6 separate regions of the Mus musculus genome follow, and regions 1, 2, 3, 4 and 6 are each linked to region 5. The links are chromatin contacts, called in public HiChIP or PLAC-seq, Micro-C and promoter capture Hi-C maps. All regions are on one chromosome and are shown on one strand. Each heading gives the region's core, a stretch centred on a gene start, on an enhancer-like site or on the middle of the called end of the contact. The rest is flanking DNA. Distances are from core to core; before and after follow the strand shown. Region 1 holds the start of Psmd11 (proteasome (prosome, macropain) 26S subunit, non-ATPase, 11). Region 2 holds the start of Rhbdl3 (rhomboid like 3). Region 3 holds the start of Zfp207 (zinc finger protein 207). Region 4 holds the start of Zfp830 (zinc finger protein 830). Region 5 has its middle 25 kb from the start of Gm11418. Region 6 holds the start of Cdk5r1 (cyclin-dependent kinase 5, regulatory subunit 1 (p35)).

Evidence for each region. Promoter capture Hi-C pulls out the DNA fragments that hold promoters and counts their contacts. Hi-C and Micro-C count contacts between places; a contact is called where the count stands out from the background. HiChIP or PLAC-seq counts read pairs in DNA pulled down with a chosen protein or histone mark.
Region 1: a promoter capture Hi-C map of embryonic stem cells shows a contact between it and region 5, with 4 times the contacts expected there. The contact joins the promoter of Psmd11 here to the enhancer-like site in region 5. A contact is called at or near these places in 5 of 39 promoter capture datasets (the 3T3-L1 cell line, the SN4741 cell line, embryonic stem cells and 2 more), 2 of 15 datasets of contacts at CTCF or cohesin (embryonic stem cells and large pre-B cells), 15 of 484 Hi-C or Micro-C datasets (the G1E-ER4 cell line, cerebellar granule neurons, cerebellum and 6 more), 4 of 115 datasets of contacts at active chromatin or transcription factors (astrocytes, embryonic forebrain, embryonic stem cells and 1 more) and 3 of 9 other capture datasets (embryonic stem cells, embryonic tail and embryonic trunk).
Region 2: a contact with region 5 is called in a Micro-C map of embryonic stem cells, with 7 times the contacts expected there. The contact joins the promoter of Rhbdl3 here to the enhancer-like site in region 5. A contact is called at or near these places in 6 of 484 Hi-C or Micro-C datasets (the G1E-ER4 cell line, the P5424 cell line and embryonic stem cells), 2 of 115 datasets of contacts at active chromatin or transcription factors (embryonic forebrain and embryonic stem cells) and 1 of 9 other capture datasets (embryonic trunk).
Region 3: a promoter capture Hi-C map of hippocampal neurons shows a contact between it and region 5, with 5 times the contacts expected there. The contact joins the promoter of Zfp207 here to the enhancer-like site in region 5. A contact is called at or near these places in 8 of 39 promoter capture datasets (the 3T3-L1 cell line, 3T3-L1-derived adipocytes, cranial neural crest and 4 more), 5 of 115 datasets of contacts at active chromatin or transcription factors (the NIH/3T3 cell line, astrocytes, embryonic forebrain and 2 more) and 1 of 9 other capture datasets (embryonic stem cells).
Region 4: a contact with region 5 is called in an H3K27ac HiChIP or PLAC-seq map of embryonic stem cells, with 3 times the contacts expected there. The contact joins the promoter of Zfp830 here to the enhancer-like site in region 5. A contact is called at or near these places in 3 of 39 promoter capture datasets (the 3T3-L1 cell line and stem cell-derived epiblast-like cells), 5 of 115 datasets of contacts at active chromatin or transcription factors (astrocytes, embryonic forebrain and embryonic stem cells) and 1 of 9 other capture datasets (embryonic stem cells).
Region 6: an H3K4me3 HiChIP or PLAC-seq map of embryonic forebrain shows a contact between it and region 5, with 7 times the contacts expected there. The contact joins the promoter of Cdk5r1 here to the enhancer-like site in region 5. A contact is called at or near these places in 4 of 39 promoter capture datasets (embryonic stem cells, hippocampal neurons, second pharyngeal arch cranial neural crest and 1 more), 1 of 15 datasets of contacts at CTCF or cohesin (embryonic stem cells), 14 of 484 Hi-C or Micro-C datasets (the G1E-ER4 cell line, the HL-1 cell line, cerebellum and 4 more), 17 of 115 datasets of contacts at active chromatin or transcription factors (VIP interneurons, astrocytes, craniofacial prominence and 9 more) and 3 of 9 other capture datasets (embryonic stem cells, embryonic tail and embryonic trunk).

The regions. Positions count from the first base shown.
Region 1 is chr11:80,427,167-80,430,889 of GRCm38.p6, forward strand. It overlaps Psmd11 (proteasome (prosome, macropain) 26S subunit, non-ATPase, 11), which reads left to right and starts at 1,449. Exons shown (of 14, transcript NM_178616.3): 1 at 1,449-1,589. The coding sequence starts at 1,499.
Region 2 is chr11:80,299,583-80,303,506 of GRCm38.p6, forward strand. It overlaps Rhbdl3 (rhomboid like 3), which reads left to right and starts at 1,330. Exons shown (of 9, transcript NM_139228.3): 1 at 1,330-1,689; 2 at 3,082-3,105. The coding sequence starts at 1,579.
Region 3 is chr11:80,381,752-80,385,428 of GRCm38.p6, forward strand. It overlaps Zfp207 (zinc finger protein 207), which reads left to right and starts at 1,528. Exons shown (of 12, transcript NM_001130169.1): 1 at 1,528-1,744. The coding sequence starts at 1,704.
Region 4 is chr11:82,763,007-82,766,412 of GRCm38.p6, forward strand. It overlaps Zfp830 (zinc finger protein 830), which reads left to right and starts at 1,339. Exons shown (of 1, transcript NM_025884.4): 1 at 1,339-3,406. The coding sequence starts at 1,366. The coding sequence ends at 2,457. It overlaps Cct6b (chaperonin containing Tcp1, subunit 6b (zeta)), which reads right to left and starts at 1,315. Exons shown (of 14, transcript NM_009839.3): 1 at 1,085-1,315. The coding sequence starts at 1,221.
Region 5 is chr11:81,610,890-81,614,431 of GRCm38.p6, forward strand. It overlaps a transcript of Asic2 not described here. Among named protein-coding and RNA genes, the nearest start is that of Gm11418, 25 kb to the left of the region's middle. Within about 2 kb of position 1,787, at least 89 of the 459 cell types and tissues checked have an H3K27ac peak or open chromatin away from gene starts, as enhancers often do. A contact at or near this core is called in VIP interneurons, cerebellar granule neurons, cerebellum and 9 more, where this site is marked.
Region 6 is chr11:80,475,671-80,479,636 of GRCm38.p6, forward strand. Cdk5r1 (cyclin-dependent kinase 5, regulatory subunit 1 (p35)) reads left to right here and starts at 1,353. Exons shown (of 1, transcript NM_009871.3): 1 at 1,353-3,966. The coding sequence starts at 1,839. The coding sequence ends at 2,762.

The DNA of each region.
Region 1 (3,723 bases), core at 199-2,698, 1.2 Mb before region 5:
CAGCCAGGGCTATACAGAGAAACCCTGTCTCAAAAAACCAAAAAAAAAAAAAAAAAAAAAAAGAGACAGAAGCTGGAAGTGCCTTTAATTCTAGCACCTGGGAGAGGAGAAGGGAAGAGGGCACAGATAAGGGTGCTTGCTGCCAAACATGAGTCCCTGAGTTCAATCTCTGGGCTGGCCATGATTGTGAGTACTGACTTCTGCAAGAGTTCCCTTCTCCATGTGCATGCCATGGCATGTGAGTTCCCACAGACAGACAGACATAGAAGTAAAAACTTAAAAACTACAACAACAAATGAATTCAGTATAGTCTCATTAGCTCTCCATCAGATTGAGAAAGAAGGAATGACTTCTTGGGTGAGTGTGTGTGTGTGTGTGTGTGGGGGGGGGGGGATGATCACAGCATTACACCGAAGTTCATGGAATTTCAGAGTTGGGAGAATTTGGAAGCCAGTTTAGTTCACGTGACACAACAAAGTCAGGACTTCTGTTACCAGCATGGTGGGATATTACCCAGATTTCATTAGAAAATGCAAAGGGTGGGAATGTCTTTCCTACCAGGTCTCAGTTCTGTCAGTCACTTTATTCCCTTCAGTTTCCTTAGGTATTAATTAAATATTTTTTCAAAGACTCTTGTTGAGTATTGTTGGACAAATGAAAGGAGACAGGTATAGAGATTGATTAGTCCAGTCATAGAGGAGTATAATGTTGGTTCTACTTAGTTTTTTATACAGCACAGCTATTTAATTTCCAGATTGTCATCAACTTAGAAGGTCTCCCTCTGTATAGGTTTAGCAACATCTTTAGGTTGATCCTTAGTGATAAGAAACATGCTTTTTTCCCCTTTCCCTTGATATCTTCACAGATATCCTATTACAGTTGAAGGAATTGGAGATACGGGAGGAAAATTTTGTTCTATTGTTGAGCTGGAAAGCTGGTATGAGTCAAATGTGAATCTCAAGAACTATTTAGATTGAATGATTGGGTCAAAGATGACTTTCAATCCACAATGTGAAGCTCTGTCCGATGATGGAATGGCTATTTGTGAAAGACAGTGTTCTTTTACATTGGCGATTTCTTCCGTCCTGGAAGGGAGTGTGTGTATGTGTCCTCCCTGCAAAACATCTGAATGAATCTGAACGGTGCTATTCCTGCCACATAATAGGCAATTTGAAAGATCATCTATCGCTATGAGTGACTGGTTACACGGGGATACTATACAAACAGCCAAGCAGCTTTCCTTGAGTACTCAGCCTCTTTTGGAGTGGTGGGGATTAATTTCGGTTTGTCTCTTCAGATGGCCGCGAGATGGCGATGGGGGAGCTCGTTTGTCGCTTGCGGGACGCTCCTGGGCCACCCACGGGGCAGAGAGACTACAACTCCCGGGGTGCTCGGAGAAGGGAGGCGGGGTCTTCTGGTAGGAACGCGAGGGCGGGTCTTCCGGGTGTGTGTTTCCGGCGTCGGCGGCCGCGGCCGGGGACGGTGTGAGAGCGGTAAGATGGCGGCCGCAGCGGTGGTGGAGTTCCAGAGAGCCCAGTCTCTACTCAGCACCGACCGGGAGGCCTCCATCGACATCCTCCACTCCATCGGTAAAGGGCCTGGCGCCGTCCCCGCGGCTCCGCCGTCCCGGCGCGGCCTGTGTGGGTCGGAGGCGGCGGAGAGGGGCCGGGCTAGCCGGCTATGGTGCTGCTGACTCACTGTGTGTGAGGGGGGCCGGGCTGGGGGCGCAGGCCGCTCGGGGACCCCAGGAGCCCCATGGCTTCCAATCGGGCGGGAAGCCCCTAGGCAGCCGGCCCGTCCACCTGCTGCCTGCTGACTCACGGTGGGCGCAGCGCAGCGCAGCGTGGCGAGCGGGCCGGGCCAGGTTCGCTACCCCTCAAGGGTCCCCGATTGTGGCCCGCGCGAGCTGGCCGGGGGCTGAGAGTGGCGGCCCGGGACAGACGGGTCGGAGAGTGTGTTGTTGAGAGGTCCGGGCGACTGCCGCGCAGGACTGACATTTCCCGCCGTTGTTATCAGCACAGGTTGCTCCGGGTGGGAGCGCGAGCGCTTCTCTTGGAGTTTTCTTCCGGGACGCTGGGAGCTGTCGCTTACAGCCAGCCCTCAGCCGCAGCCGCCGGCAGCAGAGGGCCACTTTCTGGGTGTGGGAAGTTGAGGGGTGCCACACGCTTAAGATTGGTATTTGACCGGTGTAGCTTGTGAGCTGAAGTGTCGTCCGAGTGGGACCGCCGGGACAGAGGAGGTGACTCATTTTTCCCAGTAGGGGTTGAAGTTTAGTTCTGAGTTCTGAGAGGCTGTCGTTCAGGGAACTTTTTGGGACCGGCGGGCCGCACATTGCTGGAGAAAAAGAAAAATTTTAATACCATAGCGTGATTGTCTTAAACCGTAGGGCAACAGGAAAGTTGAAGTAGGAACCTCCAGCCGGTCGCTTTCTACTGGGATTCAGGTGTAAATAGAAATAAGTGGTTGATGGCAGAGAAGGCCTTTTAATATTCATTCCTTAAGGGTTCAGTTAGAGAATGAGCTTCCTCCTGTGGTAATGTGAGGTTTTTTTTTTTTTTTTTTTTTTTGGTTTTTTGAGACAGATTTTCTCCATGTAGCCCTGGCTGTCCTGAAACTTACTTTGTAGACCAGGCTGGCCTTGAACTCAGAAATCCGCCTGTCTCTGCCTCCCAAGTGCTGGCGTTAAAGGCGTGTGCCACTATGCCCGCCCGGCGTGAGCTTTCAAATGTAGCCTGGGAGATTCGGATTGGATCAACAAGTTGTTGGTGAATGCAGGTATATGAGGGACTGCCAGGATGTTGATGCTTATGTTGACTTAACTGAGTTGCTGAGTCTTGAATTTCTGTACACAAGACTTGTACCAAGAAAGGACACTGTCAACAGCTTGAAGTTCTTGACTCTGGGAATACTAGAAAGGAGAGGAGACGAGAGAGCACAGTGCATTGTGAAGGAATCATGAAGAGTTTCATTTCGAAGTTCTGATAGTGTCCGTTTTAGAGCAGAGTACCATAGCCATCGGATGTTTTTACAAAGACATTTTTCTGTGATCACACTTTAATATTTAGATCACACTTTAATATTTAATAATCTGCGGAGCATAAAAGTTTTTTGTGCATAGTGCCTGATTTGTTTGCCTTTCAGAAAGTAGAAATTACTAATAAACATTGCCATTAGAGTATTTCACCTTTATCAGACCCTTTATGAACCTTAACCTATTTTCCAAATGAAACTACCAAACAAATAAGGGAAAAAAAAACAACCCTCTAAAGAAAAGTAAAATACAGATACTATAAAAAGAAAAACAAAACAAAAAAAAGGAGTGGTTGCTCATTATACTAAGAGTCCCCTGCCAGCTCCCCTGTTAGAGTAAGCTTGAGTCATGGTGGGTGACAGCATTACTTTTTCCGGACTCCATCATGAGTATCAAAATCTTGGATTTTGTCAAGTCATGATGCTTTTTTAGAGCATTGTTAACTAGTCATGGTCACCAAAATAAGCACAGCAAACTTGGGAAAGGCTGTTACAGGGTCAAGCAGTTGAATAATTATTAACAGTTGAAAGTGGGACAGATTAAAAAGTTACTTTAACAGGACCTGAATCCATCATGAGGCAGCCGTCTGTCCTAAGTGAGTAACTCTTCGTATCACACTGAAGCTTTGATAGGAATTTCTCTAGGAGGGAGTTATAGAATTGTTTTTTATTTTATTTTATTTTTTTGGTTTT
Region 2 (3,924 bases), core at 80-2,579, 1.3 Mb before region 5:
AAAGAATTCAGCCTCTCTTCTGTCCCCTGAAGGCAGTTTTCAAAAAAATCACACCCCCATGCAGACAGTTTTATTTACAAGGAAATCTTGGCAGGATCTTGACTTGTTAGTAGAGTAGAGATGGGGGAGGGGTGGCAAGAAACAAAAATAGTTGGAATGATCACACTTTCTGAAACCGAGATGAAAATTGGTGTCTGTTGCAAACTCACCTAATTAGGATGGAACTGATTTCCTTCTGGGTTTAAGAGGAGTAGTCAGTGCTGGGCGAGATGGTCACAGGTTGGATCCTGGGTTTGCACGATGTGGTTACATTTGCGTTATGAAAATGAAGGTGTTAATTGCAACTTCTGATAATAATAATAATCCTTTGGACGTCGAGAGGGGTAATGATGATGCGGAGAGGTTGAAGGGCTTTGGTTCTGTATGTAGGCTGCCGGAGGAGCGGGGGTGGGGGTGTGTGTGGGTGTGGGGAGTGTGGGAGGGGGAGGGGCGGCTGAACCAGGACTGAGCCCCTGAGCCTCCCTTGAGGAGCATCTACCCCAGCCCGGGCACTGGCACAAATTATAGTTAGGTGGGAAGATCGCTTTTCCCACAGGTACTCTGTCTCCCATTTTTCTTCTTTAAACATCCTTTAGTACTTTGCTAACTTCATTCCTGGTTTTTAGTTTTAGTTTTTTGTTTTTGTTCCCCACCACCCCCACCCCCACCCCCGGCCAGCTCTCCCCCCACCCCGCAATCCCTCCCCGGCACTCCACCCCTCCGCTCCTGTCTGGCAGGGCACTACTTTCCTGGATTTAACATGGTCGAGAAACCTGAAGATAGCATACAGCTCTAGATGGAGAGGTAGGGCAAAGGTTAGGATTTAGGGTCCCAAACCACCTGACCTTTCTCTCATCTCTAGGCTTTCCCAGACCTCCCAGAATCCAAGACCACAGCGAACAGAGAGAGGTCTTAAGGGTGGCTGGTGGAATCCAATTTTCACATCTCACTCTCAATTCAGTCCTATTTAACCCTGACATGGCCAACTTCGTGAGAACCTCGCTTCTGCCTCCGTCACACAATCTGCTGCTTCCAAGTGATGGTTAACCCGGTGCTGAGCTGAGCAGGCTGAGGGCAACGCAGTCCCCATCTCCGGGCGGGAGGAGCGGCGGCTTGTCGCTCGCCTCCCGGCAGCCAGCCCTCCCTCTTTCCCTCCCTCCCTCCCCGCGGGCGGCCTGGGGGGGCGGGGGCCCCGCGAGCAGCCCCGCCCCCGCCGCGCGCCACCCCGGAGGAGTCCGTGGGGAGGAGGAGGCTCGCGCGCAGAGCGGGGGCCGCGCGGAGCGGGAAGGAGCGCGGGGAGCGGTAGGGCCCGGCTGGCCCAAGGGCGCCCTGCCTCGGGCCCGCGACAGAGGCCAAGAAGTTTGGCGGCTAGGGGCCCAGCGCCCCGGGTCGCGGGGGCCGCAGTGAGGGCGGTGGGGAGAGCAGAACCATGGGAGCGAGCGCGGAGGCGGCGAGGGGCGCAGCTAGCTCCTGGAGCAGCACGGCCGCGGCGGCGCAAAGTTAGCCCGGCGCCCCGGGACGAGCGCCGCAGTCTGGGCCATGGGCGAGCACCCCAGCCCCGGCCCCGCAGTGGCCGCCTGCGCGGAGGCTGAGCGCATCGAGGAGCTGGAGCCCGAGGCCGAGGAGCGACTGCCCGCCGCGCCAGAAGACGTGAGTGCCCCCTCCTGTGTCCCTCAAACTTTCTGGGGGGCGCCACGCGGGGAGACGCCACTGCCTCAGCTCCCTACCCCGCAGACAACTTAGAGGCTTCAAGGTTATGTCACCGGAGCGTCCGGGATGAGTCGGGGGTCCCCGAGGGTAGGAGAGATAGGTCTCCCCCAAATGCAAGCGCGCGCTCCCCACCCCGCTCGGGTTCCCGCGGCTTCACTGCGGGACACAGCCCGGGCCACTGCGCCGGGAACCTGTCGGCTGCCGAGCCCCCTCCCCGCGGCTGGTGCAGTGCCCGGGACACGGCGTTTTCCTGCAGAGGCGGCCGCGTCACTGTAGTGACTTCCCCTCCCCTCCCCTCAGCGACCTGCGGACTCTGCAAGCCCGGGGAAGGAACCGGCGCCGCAGATGCCCAGTCTCTGATCAGCGCAGACCGCTCTGGAGACCCCTTCTCGGCTGCCAGATTAGCTCCCGCCGGCGTCAGTCCGGTCGCGACACTGATTGAAATTCAAACTGATCTCAGTCCCTGAACCCAGCCAGAGCTAGCTGGGTCGAAATGCTCCCAGCAGGGGGCTCAGGAGTCCCTGACCACCTCGGTGCCAGGAACGGTCCCCTGGGGCAGGGTAGGGAGGGGTTACTCCAGAGGGCTTTCCTGCCATCTGCCGCTTAGATCTCTTGTCTGCTGTCCTGGGAGGCGAGGCAGGATCTGGAAAGCCCCGGGTGCTTGAGTTGATGAAACTACTCCCTCTCGGCACCCTGCCTCGGACCTGTCCCTCCTTCAGAGTAAAATTAAACCAGAAACCCCAGCCTACGAAACCACAGCCAGCAAATCTGAATGGGCCGGGAGTCTAACATCTCTCGGGTTTGCGTAACTAAACCTGTCACTTTGTCCTGGCCCTAACTCCTGAGAGAGTCTTCTGTATTCAGTACTTGCACTCAGTCTTGGAAGCATATTGGGGAACACACACACACACACACACACACACACACACACACAGAGTGCTCAAGCAGGGGCGAGTCTCCTGAGCAGAGTCCTCCAACAGACAAGGTCTGAAGGTGTACTCCGGGAGTAGATGTGGACGTGACCTTTCCGTAGCAGAAGTTATCAGAAACCCGGAGACACGGTTGGGAATCGTCCTTGTTCTCATTCCAGCATCTGACTGTGTTCCCCCCCCCCAAAAAAAAACACCCCATTCCCACACCGTACTGTGCGAGTTCTGCCTTCGCTCACACGGGGACTTTTCAGGTTTCATCTGGGGGGCCCCTGAACCTGATTCTGACTGCTGGGCAACAGCTGGGAGGTGATGTCAGAAACCTCAGGGGTCTACAGAAACCTTGGTGATAAGTGCCTTTCTTTCTCTTCTTCCTCTCCCGCATGGCCTCCCTCTCTACCAGCACTGGAAAGTCCTGTTTGAAAAGGTATGTGAGCAGTTAAATACCTTTCTTCTTCCCAGCCCTGCCTGAAACCGGTCTCAGTCTTCCTGCTTGACTGCGTGGGCTTTCCTAGCTCAGTGCTCCGGAGATGGTGACGTGCTATGGAGGCGTGGCTTAATACATCTAGGGCGGAGCCACACGGTGCTCTGGGTATCCGGAGACAGCAGTAGGCTCCCTAGAGAGAAATCGTTCATCCCTACAAATTCTTCTTGCACCATGGCTGGGCTTACGCCACCCAGAGATTGGACAACTTGTATTAAAGTTTTCGCTATGCAAGAGGAGAGGATTGCAGTGGGAGGCTGGGGGGAGGTGGGGGAAGGGGCATAAAAGAATCATTTGGCTCCTTTTCTGCTCCTATTATAAAAAATGCTTTGCCCCAGTAACATGAAATCTCTGTCTTCCTTGGGGAGGAGGATCTACTCACAAAATGGGCTCTTCCGAAGGCTGATCTTGTGTCTCGTTCTGCAGTGGGGATGGGCCAGTGCTGGGCAGTTACAAATGAAAAGTAGGATGTGGTCATTTGCAGCGCCTGGAGGAGAGGGGTGAGGAGTTGGTGAGGTTAGAAATGCCAAGTGTTGGGTTCTTTTCAGCTTGGTACTTGGGTTCTGCTAGATTGCCTCTCCATGCTTGAATATAGTCCAGGAGAAGTGACAGGAAGGTGCCAGTGTTGGTGGATTCTGAACACTTAAGTCACAAGCCAGAGTAGCTGTGACATGAAGTTGTGCAACTTTAAGAGATGTTTAAGCCAGGCATGCTGGCACACATCTGCAGTGCCTGCATTTGGGAGCTAAATTAAGCAGGACA
Region 3 (3,677 bases), core at 278-2,777, 1.2 Mb before region 5:
CATCAGATTCTCATAGATCTGTGCAAACACAGTATAGGTTGTCCCGAAGACAGAATTCAGACAGAATTGAAAGGCAACCTAAGACTTTGGGCGGCAGTATTAGAAAATTGTAAAAGTTAAAAAAAGGAGTAATTAAGCCAGGCAGTGGTGGTCCATGACTTTAATCCTAGCACTTGGGAGGCAGAGGCAGGCGGATTTCTGCTTTTGAGGCTAGCCTGGTCTACAGAGTGAGTTTCAGTGCTCTTAACAGCTGAGCCATCTCTCCAGGCCCCTCAATCTTACTTTTAAATGAAGTTTCATGTATCCCAGGCATTATTTAATTCACTATGTAACTGAGGTTAGACCTTTAACTCCAGCCTCAGCCTCCTGGAATTCCCTGATTGCAGGCATGTTCCACCAACATTTTTTGTTTGCGAACCTTTCTGTGGTTTCAAGAGACTTCAGCATATACAATATCCAATTCTCTTACACTCTTCCTTGCCACATTTTCCAGGATTATCTTTTGCCAGCAACACTTTTCCTGTCTTGTTACTTTTAAGTTCAAATCCTCAAACACTGCATTTTATCAGTAATTAAAACTTCGATACAAGGTTTCTCTACATAACCCTGAATGTTCTATGTAGGCAGGAACCTGGCTATACATTCAGATCCACCAGCCTCAGCCTTTTGAGTGCTGGGATTAAAGGCATGCACCATCCATGCTTGGCTCACTGCATTTTAAAAAAAAAATTTTTTTTTTTTTATTCAAAGACAAGATCAGGCTTTGTTCTCCAGGCTAGCCTCTAAGTCTTAGCCTCATAGCATTTTCTGTCTTGGCCTTCTGAGTGCTGGGACAACAGACACAAGACCCAGGTAATAAGATAACTTAAGCTTTCTCCCACTGCATCTTCTTTCATCTTTCTAAACATTCCTATGTTCTCCGAAGCCGCTTAAGGATTGCCTTTTTGCGATTCTGAAGCACTTCACATTTCCCTTATCGCTACTGCTGATCTCACCCATACTGCTTCCTAGACTGTGGTTCACTGAAAAAAAAAACGGTAACTCTTCCTTGACCATATACGCCCCACTCCCGAAAGGCAACTGAAACAAGATTTAAAAATTGACCAGGTCGCAATCCGGGCGTGTGCCTTTAATCCCAAACAGTCGCTGGCAGGCAGAAGCAGGCGCATCTTTGAGTTTGAGGCCAGCTTGGTCATTTCCTCTATCAGCAGGGCTATGAAGAGACCCATCTCAAAAAATAAAAGCAAAACACACAACAGCAAAAAACAAAACAAAACAAAACCCAAATTGACCATGTCCCAATTATCTTTATTTATTTGTAATCTATCCTTAATTATACTCCTAATCTTTTCCTCCCTTCAATTTGCATACGGGATAGCCGACGTACTGGATGACCCAAGCTCTAAAGGATCAGCGTCCTCAGCCCGGGAGCGCCACCACCACTTAACCCCATTAAGATGGCGGCAGCGCCCGCTCAGCCACTCAGGGCCGAAGCCTGCGTCACGTGACCCGCACAGCTCTCACCGCGGTGGCTGATGGGAGGTGGAGATAGAACGAGGGTGTCGGCCATTTTGTGTCTGTTTCCTGCGGGACGCGCTGGTGGCGGTTGGTGTGGAGAACTCTGCGAGTCTCTTGGGTTTTTTGTTTTTTGTTTTTTCCAGCTTCTTTCCGCCTCTATTCTGCCTGTTCTGTAGGGCGCAGTTATGGGTCGCAAGAAGAAGAAGCAGCTCAAGCCGTGGTGCTGGTATCCTTTGTGGGGTTGACGTGGAGGCCGAGCGTGGGTGTCGCTTCTTGAGAACACAAGTCTGATAGGTTTGGGTTAAGCCTGTTTGGTAGGGCCCGGCCGGGCCCAGCCGAGCCTTTGTGCTGTGGCTGGGTTAGGATTTGGGGTGGTTTCTTGTAAAATGGGGTTCTTCGGGCGAGAGGGCTCCGGAGTTTGGTGGCGCTGAACTCGGTGACTCAGGCGCTTGTTTGTCGCGATCATTGGGCCTGGAGACGTTCCCCAAGTGCAGTCGTCCCTAAGAACTCCTGTCTCCGTTGTTTCGTTGAAGACCCCACAAAGGGACTTGAGTTTGGGGTAAATGTCCTGACTCCCTGGATAATTGAACTGTGACTAGCCCCCCCCCCCTCGCGGTGAAGAATCGGCTTCCGCCTCTCTTTCGGGCGCCTTAATCTTGGGGAAGCGGTTGCTTAACTGGGTGGAGTTTCTATTATCGTTACCCAATTTTGTAGGACTGGTTAAACTGTTAAGAAGGAAAACAATTTTCTCTCTTTTTTTTTTTTTTTTTTTTTTGTGGATAACGTATTACGCTAAACTGATTTTTTTTAATCTATTACAAGAAAACTATTTGTCTCAAGACAAATTTGTTTTTAAAATAGTTAAGTAGCTAAAAATCCGTCACGAATTATTTAATGCACTCACAGAAAAAGTCTTGCGAGGTCAGAACTCTTAGTATATGCGAATTTACATTTCCTGAATGCATAGATTAATAATGAAACTGGAAGAAATTTTATGGATTCTTAGTTGAATGTGCCCTTTGTCATGAGTTGTATAATGGATTATGAATTCCCAGTTTCAACTCTATTGTATATTTAATGAATTGTGAAATTGCCTCCCCCCCCCCTCTGTCTTTTTATTTGGGATTGGGGGTCTGGTTGTCTGGAAATTGCTCTGTCCACCAGGCTGGCCTCCGCCTGTCTCTGCTTCCCCAGTGCTGGGATTGAAGGCATGGATCACCACTGCCCAGTTTGAAGTTGCCTTTTCTTTTGAAAAGAAATATTTTGAGTTAGTCTTGCTGTCTGACCTGGCACTCAGAATAAATATCTGCCTTTGCATGTGGAGTGTTGAAATCAAAGGCATGGGGTATGCCAGGCTAAAAGATTTTTATTTGGGCTTATGATCTTAGACTGCATACCAAGTTTATCTAGTTCAGATGTAGTCATTCCTGCCACAGATTGCCTGCAGTGTGCCACTGGTCCTGGCTCACTTGATTTTGGTTAACCCTTTCTCCTTCATGGAACTCCTTTTATTTGTTTTTGTTCTTTAAGACAGGTTTTCTCAGTGTGTCTCAGTCTGTCCTGGAACTTGCTCTGTAGGCTAGCCTGGCCTGAAATTTAAGAGTTCCACTTGTTTCTGGCTCCCAAGTGCTGCGATTAAAGGCACTACTGTCTAGCTGACACTCTTAGCATGTACATTTGTAAATGTTGAAATAATTTAAAGGTCAAAATTTGGGGTGTGTGTGTGTTCTTTGTGGCAGGGCTTCATGCTATGCTGGATCACAAAACTTGAACTCTTGGTTCATCCATGTAGCCTGACTGCCCTGGAACTTACTCTGTAGATCAAGGTGGCCTCATTCATATTTGCCTGGTTTTGCCTCCTGAGTGCTGGGATTAAAGGCATGCACTACCATAGCCCCGAAAATCTGTAAATGCATGTTTCTCCTGCCTCCACTTGTGCTGGGGCTTTGTAGGTGTGCCCTACACCCAGCATCCAAACTGCTGGAAGTTGACCAGCCCATTGCATGCTAGACAAGTACCCTAACAATGGAGCTACGTTCTCAGACCGGGAGGTACATGATTAATGTAATTTCCAAATATAAATACTAAAACTGAATTGTTTTTTGTTTTTTTGATTTTTCGAGACAGGGTTTCTCTGTAACCCTGGCTGTCCTGGAACT
Region 4 (3,406 bases), core at 89-2,588, 1.2 Mb after region 5:
ATCTTCAAGATAAAAATCCAGGTAATTTATCAGTAACATACTTGGCCTTTTCCAAACTCTCCTGTTCCATCCACCATTATTCCCACAGTAGGTCTTTCTGTTCCCTTAATGCATTATAATGTTTATTTCTGGTGGATTTACACCACTAGGAGGTCTTGATTCCTGTCACTCATTCTTCTACAACTCTGATCAAACATCCCCTGATATCTGAGAGGATTTTCCTTCAATCATCGGTAATTGGGCCCTTTCCTCTGTAAAATCATTTGCATCTCTATATAATTGACATACCTGTCACTGCCATGTCACTTTAAGGATACCATCTCAAAGGCTAGAGAGATGGCTCAGCAGTTAAAAAGCACTTATTGTTTTTGAAGAGGATCTGAGCTTGGTCTCCAGCACCCATATCAAATGGCTTACAACTGCCTATAACTCGAGTTCTAGGGATCTGTCACCCTCTGACCTCTGGGGGCATCTGCTCACACCTGATGCACATAAACTCAGACAGATGTGCACACGTAAATATAAATCAGGTTTTTAAAGGAAAGGACAGAAACTATCCCATCTGTTTTTCCAGCATCTAGTGTTAAGTGGACTCGTTTACTATAAACGCTACTTTGCTCATTCCTCTCAGGGTGTCTCTTTCCCAAGAGACCTTTTGATCTCCCCTACTCTTCTTTCTTCGTAAAACAATGGTGCTAAATAAACATATGTCCAAATGGATGACTAAACATGAAGAACTGTAGGTGCGGAGAGTCCCAACTGCTGGAAGATAATGGAACTTGAATTTGAACCTATGCCTGCCTAGCTCCAAAGCCAGTACCACTCCACCACGTCAAAACAATACTGCCTGCGGCGGAGCTGCAGCCCAACGTCTGCTGAGCGCGCGCACAAGGCTAACAGTTTCTATTGACGGAGTCTTTTCTTCGGGGAGGCGCTCTCTTCCTCGGCTAGAGAATCCTAAGAGCAGGAGTGAGAGAGAGGAAACCGGGTGTCTAAATGTCGCAGCATTGCTCACAGGTTTTCACTGATCAGCATCAGAATCAGAGTGAGCCGCGACACCCCGCACACTCTAGCGGCATCTCACATTTTTAGCGCGCCCTTAGGACCCAAGGTGGGACGCAGCACATCCTGCAGCCCACGGGCGGCGCAGATGTTCACAGCCAAGGCCGCTTGGCTCCGGGTCACTTCAGCGCCAGGGTTAGCGATTTTGATCGCAGCCATGGTTCAACAGTCCAGCCCCAAACTTGCCGACTCCGAACCCTGGCGCCACGCCCACACTCCTGAGTGTGGGCCAATCGGCGCCATAACAGGAAGTGACGCTATCACGCCTCGGAAGCTAGACTCGCCTGAGTCCTGGGCGCAAACATGGCGTCCTCCACCTCTACTCGGACTCCGGCTGGGAAGCGAGTGGTGAATCAGGAAGAACTGAGGCGCTTGATGAGGGAGAAGCAGCGCCTGAGCACCAACCGGAAGAGGATCGAATCTCCATTCGCCAAGTACAACCGTCTGGGGCAGCTGAGCTGCGCACTGTGTAACACCCCGGTCAAGAGCGAGCTCCTGTGGCAGACCCATGTTCTGGGAAAGCAGCACCGGGAGAGAGTAGCGGAGCTGAAAGGCGCCAAAGGAGCAACCCAGGGCCCGTCGACCGGCACTGTACCTCAGGCCACCAAGAGGAGAGCGACGGATGTGGAGAGCCAAGACGCCAAGAAAGCCAAGGCCTCCGCGGGACCTCAGGTACAGCCCTCCACCTCAGCCTCGTCCGCCAACTTGGATGCCGCTAGGGCGGCCCCCAGTAAACCTGGACTCGGTTTACTGCCTGATTATGACGATGAGGAAGAGGAGGAAGAAGAGGGAGGTGGAGAAGAAAGAAGGGACAGCAGCAAGCATCTTCCGGATGCACAGGGCAAAGAACACTCGCTTGCCTCTCCGAGGGAGACAACAAGCAATGTGCTGCCAAACGATCCGTTTAATACAAATCCTCCCAAGGCCCCCTTAGTTCCTCATTCAGGGTCCATTGAGAAAGCAGAAATACATGAAAAAGTGGTGGAAAGAAGAGAGAACACCGCCGAAGCATTACCAGAAGGGTTCTTCGACGACCCTGAGGTAGATGCAAAGGTCCGGAAGGTGGATGCCCCAAAGGATCAGATGGACAAAGAGTGGGACGAGTTTCAAAAGGCTATGAGGCAAGTCAACACTATCTCTGAAGCGATCGTTGCTGAAGAGGATGAGGAGGGACGGTTGGACCGGCAGATTGGAGAGATTGATGAGCAGATAGAATGTTACCGCCGAGTGGAAAAGCTGCGGAATCGCCAGGATGAAATAAAAAACAAACTTAAAGAGGTTTTGACCATAAAAGAACTTCAGAAAAAGGAAGAGGAGAATGTGGACAGTGACGACGAAGGAGAATTACAGGATTTGCTGTCTCAGGACTGGAGGGTAAAGGGGGCTTTGCTGTAAGGTTTTGAAGACCCAAGCTTTCCATCAGTCCCCGCTGTCCCTTAAAAAGTGCTGTGTCCAAGTTCTTGGGTTCCTCTGACCTTGGATACCCCTAATTGTTGGGATAAAGTAAGCCAGTGAGGAGTAATACTTTGGGGATGGTACTGTGTGCGGTGCTATTTATTATAAAATGTTTGAGGTAAAACCGTTTTTGACATTTTTGAAATTATAACCACAAATTGCCAACTTTTTCATCTTTACAGGTTCAATGTGGTTTTTCAGTTGTAAAATCTAAGTTGTAAATATTGCACATAGCTAAGTATATATTTATATAAGTCACTCTGTTTTGATCCTTATATTAGTCAGATAAAAAAGACACATGTTTATATGACCTCGATGTATATATATTTTCAAGCCTTAAACTCCAAGGGTTGGCGCTTTGGGAAGGTTGTTTTTAGAAGGCCACTCATAAACACATATTCTTCATAAAGCAGTGGATGGGTATTCTTTTTTCAAAAGCATACAGATGTCCAGACTCCAGCACAGTGTTTCTTTTGACAAGATCAATGATTGCTAAGTTGTACATCAGTATCACCTGTGAAACTTTTGATTGTTCATGGAATGTCAAATCGCCTATGAAGCTTTAGTGCCTGAGCCCCATCTTAAAGAGGTTTTGACCATAAAAGATTCCATAAATTAAATGGGATCCAGATGACAATATTCTTGACTATTCCCAGGTTATTCTAGTATTTGCCCAGGTTGGAGATTCAGCTGCCTTAAGTGTAAAACCTATCTATATATTTTTCAGGCTTTGTTTTCCTTGAACATGCTCTGTAGTTTACTGTACTCCCTGCCCCCGAGTGCTGCTAAACAGATCAGAGCTATGGGAATGCTAGGCAAGTATTCTCCCACCACCAAGCCAGTTTTCAAATGAAGGAAATATTACCCCATTGAGTTGGAAATTTTATTT
Region 5 (3,542 bases), core at 537-3,036:
AACACAGCCACCTCCTGGAGCAGAGCTCAGAAGAGCTGGCCCTATCTGGCTGGGATTCTCTCCCTCTCCTGCTCCTGAATTCCTGGCTAGTTCCTGGCAATCCTTGGCTTGGGTTGAGCCTGTGTAAGAGCAGATGCTGTAGCTGATGCTCTCAGGACTGTAGGGAGCATGAGCCTGTGGGAGCCGGGAGCAGTTTGGTGCAAGGCTTCTTGACAATGAAATGAAACTGGAAACATGGACGCCAAATCACGAAACAGCCCTTCCCCATCCAGGAGCTGAGACACTGGGCAAGGCCGGTGGTGCGCTCTTCCCCTCCCATTAGGGCCAAATGGGAAGTGGAAGCGCCTCCTGCTTTCTGAGCTGACGTTCAACTCCAGGACTCAAGATGATAAACACAGGCTTCATTATGCCCCTGTCTTCTTTTGCGGGCTTCTTAAGTGATTAGTGTAATAGTCTGTACACAATAGACTTTTAATTAATTTTTGTGGAATGCATAAATGCATGAACCACCAAGGGAAGGAACTGAAGTCCCTTGTGACAACAATCCCCTGAGCCCATCTCCACTCTATCTTGTAAGGGAAGCCCGCCAGGTAGCGGGCGATACTCAGGGAGGAGGCTTATAGCAGCTAAGGAGGAGTGTATCTGGGGATGGGCTGTCCTTCCTCTGCCTCCTGGGCAGGTGAGCATACATCGAAGCAGCCTTTCATGACTGTGATCTGACAGAGAGAGATTTTGGGATTTCCTCTGGAAATCTATAGCTATATGAGGAGGGGGTTATCCTTTCTCCTGGGGTCTTCTCATGATCATGGCTCTGTCTTACTGCGCCCTCTTCAAGTGAGGTACGGCCGTGTAAGTCATAGGAAAATCACTCCAGGGTCTAATGTCAACAAAGAAGACCATTTCCTCACTGCTCCAGATAGTCCCTTGGACTGTGAAAAACCCTTCCCAACAAGCAAACAAAAATTCCGACCACAGTTAGAAACCAAAGCCCAACAGAGGATTCAGTTCTCTAGAGATTTCTCCAGTGCAAAGCCACTAAGGAAAGGATGGTCTTTGGCCTTTGGGACATCACAAATCCCGTAAGGCTGATGCATGCAGACTACCTCATGCATATGATTGTTACATAGGCAATTCTGAGATGGCACAACTCATGAGATGTCTATCACCTATGTCAGTCAAAGAAAGCCCCGCCCTTTCGGAGACCGCCTCCTGAAAGCTCTTGGGATCTAGAGCCCTGTGCTGGCTGGAGTTTGCCCCTGCTTCTTGGAATGTTTACTCATTCATTTTCGCTTTCATCAACCCGTGCGTTCAAGGATACCACATCGCAGAAGAGCCATGCTGTTTATCCCGAGTCTATCTACCTGTCTTCACCCTGGGGAACCAGACTGTTGATAAGCTAGCTGATCCCTCTCTCCTTTCTTAAGATGTACTATCAGATCTCCCGGCCCCGCCTCCCTCAGCCTCTCCATCTTTGCTTAGTCCCACCCCTCCACTGAGTGCGGAAACAGACACCCATTCATTCCACGGAGCACAAACGATGTGTAGTCGGGAGCAGAGGAGGAGCTCCTAGGATGATGGAAGGGAGTCTCTTCGGGAGTAAAGCCTCCCTTCTCCTCTACCTACTGGGGGCCTAACAGGAGTGCCTGCTGCAGGAGTTAACCTCAGGACTTAGCTTCCGCCGCCCCAAACAGGCCTTTGTACTGCCAAGTCCTTGGATTGTACAAGCTTCTCTAACACTGGGAGTCAAATCAGGATCTGCATCATCTGTGTAGCTCCCTCCCACGCCTGAGTTGTCCCTGGCTGGAGGCAGGATCTCTAGACATCTCCCGTTACTTGGGGGGAAGTCAGCAGCCCTGCAGCTGGGGTGAAGTGCTTTCTAGGAAGTTCTAACCCCTATGTGTCTTCATGCCCAGGGCTCTACAGTTTATAATGCCACCATCCGGAACCTATGGCCCTAACCCAATTTCGTTTGCATTTTCATTCCTTTGACCCTAGACCACTAAGCCGGAAAGCGCTGCCTCAGACCAATTAGGATCCCTAGTTATTTCTGAGTATTCCTTTAGGTGAGGCTTTTACAGGCTCTCTTCTGCACCAAGCTTCAGGCCGCTTGGGTCCGTGGGTGTTTCATCTTCCTAATAAAATCCATCCATCCATCTTCCCGAAGAAGCAGATATCCCAGGGCTAGACTAGGGAAATAAAGTAATAACGTTATCGGCCTTCACAGAGCTATTTAAATACAGACCCGGTTGCTGGGGAGATGAAAGGGGGCCCCTTTTGTTATGAAAATGAAGGGAGTGGGGAGGGGTTCTGTTTGTGTTTTGATATGTTAATATGCCTGGAAGCCACCCAGGGTGGGCAGTGCTGGGGAGGCTGAGTCGCAAGGCATATTTATTTGTGCAGTTTAATTTAACAGCTAGGCTACAACGGGAGCTGCAATCGGGATTGTGTAAAGATAATTACAGCCCCATTATTAATCAGATGCCTGCAGGAGATGGCTTGCTAGCTCGCGGCTCCCCGGGCTGCATGCAGATCAGCAGCCAATCTGACACAGCATCTTTGTGGTCTCATTCTGCCATCTAGTGGCTGTTTCAGGAATTGCCCAGGGAAGATCATTCTAATTTGAAGTTCCTTTTTAAACAATGGGACGACATTCTAGAAGAAAAGGCAATTGCTGCAGCTTCTGAAAAGATAAGATAGGGAAAGGTTTGGAATCACATCACCAGTTTGCCACTTTTTAGTGATTCTGAGCTTGAAGTCGGAGAAAGTAACATATTTTTGATTGGATTCTGCCCCCCCCCCTCCGTCCCCCGCCCCGACCCCGGGGAACCTGAGTCTTCTAAAGAGTTCATGAACTATATACATAAACACACTGTGCTTTTCCATTCTTTTCTCTTCCATCTTTCCCGTTCTTCAGCTTTGTATCATGTTTTAGTTTCATTTTTCTCTTGTCTCTTGGATTAAAATCTTGCTTTTGTTTTGCGTTTTTCCCTGAGTCGAATGACTTGGGGCAGGGGGTATAAATCAGAAACAACCACACTCAGTCGAGCAAGGTTGGCATGTCCCTGCATTCCCAGCACTTAGGAAGTTCATGCAGGAAGAGCTGGGGTTCAAGGCTGGCTTGATCTACCCAGTAGAAACCTTACACCTGCCGAGGGTGGGGCACGCCCAGCATGAACTGACTGCAGCGAGGAAAAGGACACCCTGAGCCTCCTGAGGGGGAGGCCAGATGTTCAGCGAATGCTGGGCCCCCACACAGCATGGGAATAATAGAATGGGGAACCAGGAAGAGAGGCAGACACACAGTTAGGTGAATATCCTTTTGATTTGACTCTTGTTAACACTGTCCTTTCAACCCTCCACACCGGCCCATTAAACCCCAAGACAGCAGAGTGGATGGAGGTAGGAGGAGGGGAGAGAGGAACAACCTCCATCTGGGAGGTCACCATGAGGATCAAGGTAGATGTGCAGTCCCATAGAGGCTGCAGACCCAGTTGGAGCCTCCCTGAGAGGTGGCCCTTTTAATAGAACCTTGATTAAGATTG
Region 6 (3,966 bases), core at 103-2,602, 1.1 Mb before region 5:
GCCTGAATCCTAACTGAACATTGAAGCAGGAGGATGGCAAGGTGCTGGCGGCCTGTGTCTCAAGGAAAGGTTCCAAGTCATGGATTAATTTTGAGCAGAGTTGTTAGAAAGCCAGTGTGACACTGGCCTTCATTCCCCGTCCCCCAATGTAATTATTTACTCTCCCCCTTCCCGGTTTGAGTTGAAGTCTCCATCCTCACCACAGCACGTCCTACTACTGGCTCTGGACCATACTCCAGAGCTGTGAGCTAACACTTCATTATTTCGTTTATAGGTTACCCAGTGTCAGGTGCTGTGTTCTAGTAATAGCAGGTACCACTCTGTTCTATGAGAAACATTGTTAGGAAGGGGCCACAGCGAAGCTAGCCATCCTGTGTGCTTGGTAAGGTCCTGGAAAAACTTTTTTTGGGGGGTGGGGTGGGGTGGTAACAGGGCAGGGCACTTACCTCTCTGGTCACCCTGGTCCCTAACCTGGAAGTACTTAAGCCTAATGACCTCAACAAGATTCTTGTTTTGGGTGTTTTCAGGAATTCTCTCAGGTTCGGAGTTGGGAGTCTGAGTTAAGATACAGGTTGGCTTATTTGACAATTTGGGTCTCCAGAACCAGTCCAGAATGAATGACTTGTAATTCGGCAGTGGCCTTTGTGAAGGACATGGAGGCTGATTGTGAACTATGTGTCGGTAGTCAGAACCAGATTTTCTTGCAATTTTACTGTCATCAAGTTTTAAAATGGGCAAATAAGAAACTGGCCTAAAGGCGCAGCAGCTTCAATTTTGACAGCCTCCGTGATAGGATCTCTAGGCCGCCCTCATCCTTCTGGCCTGGCTTTCCTAGAGTCTTAATGGGTGCCGGGCTTTTACGCTGATGCTGATTGCGGCTCTTCCTTTCTCCAGCGCCCGGGCCAGCTCTCCGCACCGCCCGCAGCCTCTGCCAAGGGGGCCGCGGCGGGAACAAAGGCAGCACGTGTCTGGGCGGGGCCCGCCCTCCGCCCCGCCCGCCCCCTCGCCCTCCCGCCCGCCCTCCCGCCTGGAGAGCTCCGCTGCGCGGCGCCGGAGCTCACGAGGCCGGGCTCCGCGCGCGGCGCAGGCACCTTCCAGGTGGAGACCCGGCTTCGCGCGTTCCCGCCGCCCGCGCCGTGTCCCGTAATGGGCGCGCCCACTAGAGGCGCCACCGTGCGCCGCTCGCGCTGAGGGACGCGAGTGGCGGCGACCTGGCGGCGAGACCGAGCGGGCGTGTGGACCGCGCGCGCGATCCGGAGAGGCGGCTTGCAAGGCGCGCGCCGGGGCGGGGCGGGGCGGGGCCGGCGGGCTCGCGGCGGAGACGCAGGCGGGGGCCGGGCGGGGGCGGGGCCGCGGCGTCTGCAGAACCTTGGACAGAAGCAGGGAGCCGCCGCCGCGCCGAGTCGAGCACCCGGGCCGCGGCGCGCATTGCGGAGGGCCTGGGACGCAGCGGCTGCGCCTGCCGCGGGAGCCTGCCTGACTGCGGGTAAGCCTGCGCGGACCGGGGCCGTGTGCGCGGCCTGGTTGGATTCCTGCTGCGGAGGCCACTGCGGCTCTTTGACCGGTGCCGCAGTGGAAGCACAGGCTGGGGCTCGACGGGGCCGCAGCCCGGGGGTTCGGGCCTCGGAAGTGCGAGCGGAGGGGCGCGGCGTGGAGCCCCGCCCGGGGCTGAGAACCATCTTGTTTTCCACGCAGATCCGCAGGACTAAACGCGTCGTGTCCCGGGAGCGCCTCCTTTCTCTCTGCGGCCGCTACAGGCTCGGTAAGCCTTTACCCCCCTCCAGCCGGCAGGCTGGGCGCGCGGGGGTGCCGGCCCCTGCCGGGCGCGCAGTGGCACCATGGGCACGGTGCTGTCCCTATCCCCCAGCTATCGGAAGGCCACACTGTTTGAGGATGGCGCGGCCACCGTGGGCCACTACACGGCCGTGCAGAACAGCAAGAACGCCAAGGACAAGAACCTGAAGCGGCACTCCATCATCTCGGTGCTGCCTTGGAAGAGGATCGTGGCGGTGTCAGCGAAGAAGAAGAACTCCAAGAAGGCGCAGCCCAACAGCAGCTACCAGAGCAACATCGCGCATCTCAACAATGAGAACCTGAAGAAGTCGCTGTCCTGTGCCAACCTGTCCACATTCGCCCAGCCCCCGCCGGCTCAGCCGCCCGCACCCCCAGCCAGCCAGCTTTCTGGCTCCCAGACTGGGGTCTCCTCTTCTGTCAAGAAGGCCCCGCACCCTGCCATCACCTCTGCAGGGACACCCAAACGGGTCATCGTCCAGGCGTCCACTAGTGAGCTGCTGCGCTGCCTGGGTGAGTTTCTCTGCCGCCGGTGCTACCGCCTGAAGCACTTGTCCCCAACGGACCCCGTGCTCTGGCTGCGCAGCGTGGACCGCTCCCTGCTTCTGCAGGGCTGGCAGGACCAGGGTTTCATCACACCGGCCAATGTGGTCTTCCTCTACATGCTCTGCAGGGATGTCATCTCCTCTGAGGTGGGCTCCGACCATGAGCTCCAGGCTGTCCTGCTGACCTGTCTGTACCTCTCCTATTCCTACATGGGCAATGAGATCTCCTACCCGCTCAAGCCCTTCCTGGTAGAGAGCTGTAAGGAAGCCTTTTGGGACCGTTGCCTCTCAGTTATCAACCTCATGAGCTCCAAGATGCTGCAGATCAATGCCGACCCACACTATTTCACACAAGTGTTCTCTGACTTGAAGAATGAGAGCGGTCAGGAGGACAAGAAGCGACTCCTCCTGGGGCTGGATCGGTGAGCCCCTGTAGCCGGTATCCTGGCTCAAGGATTCCACTTGTTTTTAAATTTTATTACTAAAAGAATCAAGTTTTGTGTACAGTATGTGTCTAGCAGAGCCACCAAGGGCCTCTTCCCACGTTCTTTCCTTGGGGTTTTTTTTTAGCCCTTTCAAGAACTCTGGGGACTTTCGAACTGATGAACCTTGCGCGAACCCAAAAGATGCATTCAGAGCCACTTCGGCTGCTGACCACTCACTTTCCGGGACTCAAGGGACTGACTTGCCCATGTCACCTGTACCCACGATGGATCCAGGGTAGATGAGGCTTCCCACTGTCCCATGATCGGAGCTGGGGCCCATGGCTGGTGGCCCTGGAGGAATCAGCCCTTTTCTGGGTATTGTTTCTCTTGAAGGCTCCTGGAGCTGGCTGTCCTGACTCAGGATCCAGGAGGTTGTGAGTGAGGCAAGATCTGCACAGCCCTGGGGCATCAGTGCAGGAGCCTGCAGAGACTGCTGATGACTGTTGACCATGCACGGCCCTGGTTTGCTGCGTGCTTTTTTAGGGAGAAGGGCTTTCCTTTCCTGGCAGGACAGAGCTCCCCTCCCATCCTTTTGTCTCTGCTCCCACGTTAGTGCTGGTTAATGAGGTGGTTTGCTCATTAGATTCCTCACCCGTTTTGGGTCCCAGCTAAAGGATGAGGTGAAGCTAGGGGCAGCTCCTTCCCTGAGCGAGCTTTTCACAGTTTGTACCCTGTGTACAAAGCCAGAACAGCGCCGGGGACCCACTAACAACATTGCCTTCTGGGCGGGTGGGTGTCTATGCCTGAGATCAGGTTGGTGCCCACTTGCATGCTAAGGCCTCTCGCTGGTGCCCGTGATCTTTGTTCTGTATCGTTGGGGGGAGGTGAGATCAGTCAATAGGGGTGTTGCTGTTTCCCATCCCTGCCCCCCCCCCCCAATTGTTAATTTTAAGCTGTTTCCAGGCAGCTCCGTCTCTTCCTGGAGAGGCTTTGCTCTGTGCAACCTACTGAGACAGATGCATTTGGGGACAATTACACGATGGAAGTGTGACCCCTGATCAGTTTGGAAGCTTGGTGACTGTGCAGCTGAGCACTTCCAGCTGCAGGGTGTGGCCGCCCACCTATCCCTGTCAGCTGCCTAACACACTCTGAACTTTAAGGGTTTTTCTTTCTAGTTTTCCCAGACTGGTGGCTTGGGGTTTGGA